Linked DNA regions of Rattus norvegicus: region 1 is linked to region 2. The links are chromatin contacts, called in public Hi-C maps. All regions are on one chromosome and are shown on one strand. Each heading gives the region's core, a stretch centred on a gene start, on an enhancer-like site or on the middle of the called end of the contact. The rest is flanking DNA. Distances are from core to core; before and after follow the strand shown. Region 1 holds the start of Aqp5 (aquaporin 5). Region 2 has its middle 21 kb from the start of Bcdin3d.

Region 1 (3,007 bases), core at 161-2,660, 92 kb after region 2:
AGGTTTTTAAAATTGACCAAGGCGGAGGTGACTCTCCTGGGCCTTGCTCTATGGGTGATACCATGCAAAGAGCTCAAGCACGAATTTTGGGGGGCAGAGGGTAGGCAGCTCCTTTTCTGGGATCCTGAGGGTGGATCCTTGCCCTGCCCCCAAACCCTGGAAAGCCCTCCAATCTCCTTTCACACATACCAAACCTGCAGAGGGAGGGTTGGGAGGACAAGAGGGAGCTGGAAACTATAAAAATGTGCTGCCCAGTACAAGAGTGGAAGGACTTGATGGGGTGGGGGTGGGGGCCAGAAAGACAAACTGTATGAGTGTCCGACGTAGGAATGGGAGATAGCCGGGCAGAAATAAAGACCCACAGGTTAAAAGAGACCAAGGAAAGAGCTAGAAACAGTAATGGACGGATTGACTGGGGGAAAAAAAGAAAGAAAAAGCAAAAACCAAGAGTCAGAGAGATGGAGGAACTCACGCACATGGAGAGAGAGAGAGAGAGAGAGAGAGAGAGAGAGAGAGAGAGAGAGAGAGAGAGAGAGAAGAAAGAACAAGGATAAAAAGCAAACAGCCACTCAAAGGTCTAAAGTGAGGGAGTTCTGGTGGGTTGGAAACAGAAGAGGCCAAGATCCTTCCCTCTGACACCAGTCTCAGGGCCACTTCCCTAAGCCCAAACAACCCAAATTGGTCAACACTCCGAGGTCCCCAAGGGCTCCCACTGAGAACGCCTCCTAGAGCCCGCTGCCTAGAGCCAACACTGCCACACGCGGCGTCGAGGATTGCCATTAGGCTGGCATTGCGCTCCCGACCCAACGCCCCCGCTCCCGCCGGGCTGGACCGGGGAGAGGCCCACAATGGCCGAACCGCCCCCGCCACGGGCGGATTGGGAGCTAAGAGGCGCTGTCCTCAGAGAATCGCATCACTCTGGCCGGGCCGAGGGTGAGACCGGGTCAAGATGCTCGGGTCGCGCGAGCCAGAGGAGGAGAAAGGGGGAAGGCTGCCGGTCGGCCCGGGACGCCGGTAAAGCCGGCCGGAGACGGACTTCCAGAGCTCTGTGGGAGCGGAGAGCCAGGACCGCGCTCAGCAGCCCGGGGAGTCCCGCACGCACGTCGGCCAGGAGGGCGCGGGAACAGCGCTGAGCGCACGATGCGCGCGACCCAGGCCGCGGGGCCGGTTTACACCGCCGCGTGGGTCACGTGGCCCGGGCGGGTCCGCCGCTGTGCGGCTGGGGGGCCCGGGGCGCGCGGAGCGGGGGGAGGCGAGCGCGCCCCGGCCAGGCTCGCGCCCTGCGCTCTGCGCTGGCCCCTGGGCGCGGGAGCCGCCCCCGGCCCCCCCGCGCTCTGCCCGCCGCGGGGCGCGCGCCCTCTATATAGCGCGCCCCTGCCCGGTCCGCGCCAGGTCACCTGCCACCGAGTGGGCACCGCACCGCGCGCAGAGCCCCGCAGACAGACGCCCGCCGCTACCAGCGCCGCCCCGACGGCCGCCCCGCAACCCTCCCGCTGCCACCGGGCCCCCAAGGCCACCATGAAAAAGGAGGTGTGCTCCCTTGCCTTCTTCAAGGCGGTGTTCGCAGAGTTCCTGGCCACCCTCATCTTCGTCTTCTTTGGCCTGGGCTCAGCACTCAAGTGGCCCTCGGCTCTGCCCACCATTCTGCAAATCTCAATTGCCTTTGGCCTGGCCATAGGTACCTTAGCCCAAGCTCTGGGACCTGTGAGTGGTGGCCACATCAATCCAGCCATTACTCTGGCCCTCTTAATAGGAAACCAGATCTCGCTGCTCCGAGCTGTCTTCTACGTGGCAGCCCAGCTGGTGGGCGCCATTGCTGGGGCAGGCATCCTGTACTGGCTGGCGCCACTCAATGCCCGGGGTAACCTGGCCGTCAATGCGGTGAGTGTCCACCAGACTGTGGAGGGATGGCCAGGGACGCTGGGGACATTTCAGACCAGATCCTCCATGCTTCCCCCTTCTTAAGAAAGGATAAAGGGTACAAGCCAAGCAACAGTGCACAACTATGCCGGTAAGAACAGGCTGACCAACCTCCTAGCCAAGCTCGGTGCTCCCTGGTCCTGGCTCCTTGGTCCTGGCTTCTCTTCACATTCTACCTCCTCTACCCTTCCCTCTTAGGCCGCTCTTCCTGGCCTAACTCCCCCTGGCCACCGAGACATCTCTTCAATTTCTAATCTCACCTGTGAGTTCTTTCTTGTCATCCCCTTGGTGGTGTCATTTTAACAGACCCACCAGAGAGCAAGGGGTAGTAGTAATCAGTCCCGGTCTAGAGCAACCGTGATCTCCCTGGGCTTCCAGTTTATTAGCCATTACGTGGAGGTGATTAGAGCACAGTGTCGTGGGGATTGCACTTGGAAGCCATGATGGGACACCGCCCCCAATACTGGCTCCCTCTTCTGTAATCCCTGTTCCTGCCTCCTGTTGTCTCCCCATTTTTGGAGCCCTAGATTCAGCCCCCTGTCCCATGTGAACTGGGCTCATTAATCAAACACAGAGGAGGATTTTCTCGGCCATTGTCAAGCTGTGAGTCAGCCACTGGAGAGACGGGTTTGAAGTTGGCACTGGCAGTGGGTCAGGCACGGATAGGAGGCCAGGGGCTGTTTGCAGTAGGCAAACTGGGCAGCTGCCCACAGGAGGGAGGGTAAATGCCAGCTCATGGGGGCTGGGGATTGGGCAGAGTCGTTGACATGATGGCACCCAGGAAAACTCGCTGACACCCTACCCTCCGGCTACAGGCCTGAGAGCTTCAAGCTTGTGCACACTGAAGTGCGGTTTCTCCAATAGCCCGTCTGGGTCATGCTCTTGGCTTCCAAGAGCTCAGGCTCTAGGTGTCCTTGAAGACCAGAGCCTCGCTTGTCTACCCCTGTCACAGAGCCTGAAGGCAGCAGGCTCCTAACCCAGCTCTTCCTTACAGCTGAACAACAACACAACGCCTGGCAAGGCCATGGTGGTGGAGTTAATCTTGACTTTCCAGCTAGCCCTCTGCATCTTCTCCTCCACCGACTCT
Region 2 (2,988 bases), core at 38-2,537:
GCTTACACTTTCCACCTTGCTGTTCATCGTCAAAGGAAGTCAGGCCTGGAACTCACACAGGGCAGGAACCTGGAGGCAGGAACTGATGCAGAGGCCATGGAGGGGTGCTGCTTACTGACTTCCTCCTCACAGCTTGTTCAGCCTGCTCTCTTATAGAATCCTAGGCCCACCAGCCCAGAGGCGGAACCACCCACAATGCCCTACAGGTCTGCCTACAGCTTGATCTTATGGAGGCATAACCCCTCAGATGACCCTAGTTTGTGTCAAGTTGACATAAAACTATCCAGCACACAATGGGAAATCTGTTGACATAATCATTAACTGGTTTGCCTTCTGATCCCACTCCATCAGTAATTGACCACTGAAAACTTTGGCTTCTAAGCTTCCTCCTATGTAAAAGAGTGGGGAGTAGATCCCTCCCCCTCTCCTCCTCCCTCCTCTCAAAGGGTGCTTTTGCCCGTGTGCTGTAAGTTCTGTGGCTCTGGGATGCAGGAGATGGCCCCTCAAAGCTCTAACTTTATAGGTTCAAAGCTGCTGCTTTGGGGTGTGTCCACCCTCTCCACTTTAAGGAAACACTTTTGCTGAAAGTAAAGACTCTTCTAGCATTAGGGCCCGGAAAAGTGCAGGCTCCGATGGACCAACAAGTTTGGGTCAGTCTGCATGCAGATGGGGATTTCAAGTGGCTTCTGCAGGAAAGCCACCCCGTGGCTCAGTGACATTTCACGCACTCCACAGAGCCAGCTGAGGCCTCAAGCAAACAGTTTGTGTCTTAGTGATTGCTTTTATTTTTTTATTTTTTATTTTTTTTTTTTGGTTCTTTTTTTTCAGAGCTGGGGACCGAACCCAGGGCCTTGTGCTTCCTAGGCAAGCCCTCTACCACTGAGCTAAATCCCCAACCCTGATTGCTTTTATTCTTATTTCCGGTCAGTCACAGATCTTGGACAGGCAAAGCCAGAGATGGGCACTCGGGAGAGACTAACAGGGAACTCGAGGAGTTGCTGACAAAAGGGCAGCCCCGTCTGAGTGTGTGGCAGGTGAGTCCTTTTGTGTCTCGTGCTAGATCCCCGCCCTGAGGCACTCAGGAAAAACTTAGGGCAGGGGACTGAGTAGAGATGGGTTTTGGCAGGCAGGTCAATTGTGTCTTGAGAGATGTGACAATCAATGCACAAAAAGATGTCTGTTGGGAAGACAGGTCTAAGAGAAGCAGAGTCCTGCCCCACGTCACTGTGCCCCCGGGGACCGGGACGGATTCTCCTCCTGCAAAACCAGACTCCGCTTTTCCTCTAATAGCCGAAAGGGGGCAGCAGAGTCCGTGTGTAAAATTCCCAACTTGCCCCCCCTCGGCCTTTTGGAATAAGGGTGCTTGAGGGATCCTGCAGGGCTCACACAGAAGAAAGGGCATGGAATGGAAGAACCACACCATACCCGAGGAAGTCTTGTGGTTTCCTCGGGCTATACCGAAAGAGCTGTGCACGGACCCAGGAATTGGTGTGGGGAGTGAGGGACTTAATGTCTCTACTTCGTCCTATCTTGAGCTTCGGAGGGGAACCTCCTGGTCTGTCACGATTCTTCAGAGGGCTTTTAGCCTCACATCACAGATTCTAGAGCTCCCTCAAGCCTTATGAAATCCAACCAACCCTGTCATAGGTCCGTTCCCACCCAAGCCAAAAATGCAAGGGACCAAAGGAGTCCTTCCTCCTTCACAGTTTGCCGCACCTGCCCTGCTTCGGTTTCTCATAATCCCGCATTCCCCATAATCCTCCATTCTTGTTTCCCCGCCCTTCCTCCTGCCAAGACCCACCCAGCTATGCCCGGGACTCCTTACTGCCCCACCAGGGGTCGACATCAAGGCTTTTTCCAACCCTGGAGTCCGTTTAGCGGTGGGCTAGGTAGCTGACAGGAGAAAACCCCGCTGGGCCTCTTCACCCTCACCAGCCATCTTTAAGATCACTGTGACTTGTGCCCCGGTCACATTATTTATGGCTGAGGGCTTGCCCCCCCCCCCCCCAGTTCTTTTGGAACTTAGCCTTGGAAAATTTTCTCAATCCTCCGTCTCTGCATAAATTGTCTCAGAAGAGGACTTGGACAAGTGGATTCTGGGAAACCGGCCAGAGTGAGGGCGACATGTCGGTGGGGGAGGGGCTTTAAACCTTTCTAGAACTGAAGCTAGAGATTAGGAGAGGCACTCAAAAGGGGAGCAACTAGATGAGGAAGTCAGCCAAGTGTCTTGGTGCCTCTCCCTGCCCCACACTGGCACTCGTTGGGGACTTCCAGCTTGCAGATAGGAAAACAGCCACAGACAGAAAGCTGCCCTCGCTTAGGAATTAAGTCTGTTGGCAGTGAGGCCAGAACTAGAAGCCAGGAATCCTGCCTCCCAGCTGACTTCCAGGGAGGGAAAACCTAAGAGTTTGGCGTCTCCGGATGCCAGGTTGGGTGATAGGGGCAGGTGGGGGTGTCACAAATCCCCAGAGATGTCAGTGCCTGTCCACCCACACATCTATGGGCTACACGGACGAGTCTCAGTGCAGCCCAGACTCAGACTGGAGGAAATAGCTGGCTGTCCTTCGGGTTTACTAGGGTTTGTCCAAGACTTTCTCAGCCACTCAGCTTTACCTCTGCCATGGGGATGTGTCGATAACCCTGGACTGCAGCAGTGGGTTCATTTACACCATCACCCACCCCAACCGCCCCTCCATACCACCCTCCCTCCTCAAATAGCCGAGATCGAACAAAACTTCAAATGCTTCTGTAATATTTCTTGAAGGCTAGAGAGTAGGCAGAGTGGGGAGAGGCAGGGGCTGGGGTGGGAATGGATAGGCTACCTAGTTCCCTTTCCTGGGGTAAACAGGGTCCTCTACATCCACTCAGAACCTTCTCGCCTTCACCCAGTAACTTTCCACTGGCCTAGAGCTGGCCGTGTGCATGTGCAGCCTGCATGCTGCCCCAGGTGTGGGTCCCTGGTCCCCACTGCAGCAGGCACTCAGCCAG

Evidence for each region. Hi-C and Micro-C count contacts between places; a contact is called where the count stands out from the background.
Region 1: a Hi-C map of Schwann cells shows a contact between it and region 2, with 16 times the contacts expected there. The contact joins the promoter of Aqp5 here to the enhancer-like site in region 2. A contact is called at or near these places in 10 of 12 Hi-C or Micro-C datasets (the A7r5 cell line, the Rat2 cell line, Schwann cells and 6 more) and 1 of 1 datasets of contacts at active chromatin or transcription factors (oligodendrocytes).

The regions. Positions count from the first base shown.
Region 1 is chr7:132,600,118-132,603,124 of GRCr8, forward strand. It overlaps Aqp5 (aquaporin 5), which reads left to right and starts at 1,411. Exons shown (of 4, transcript NM_012779.2): 1 at 1,411-1,881; 2 at 2,915-3,007. The coding sequence starts at 1,519.
Region 2 is chr7:132,508,499-132,511,486 of GRCr8, forward strand. No RefSeq gene overlaps it. Among named protein-coding and RNA genes, the nearest start is that of Bcdin3d, 21 kb to the left of the region's middle. Within about 2 kb of position 1,288, at least 36 of the 93 cell types and tissues checked have an H3K27ac peak or open chromatin away from gene starts, as enhancers often do. A contact at or near this core is called in Schwann cells, where this site is marked.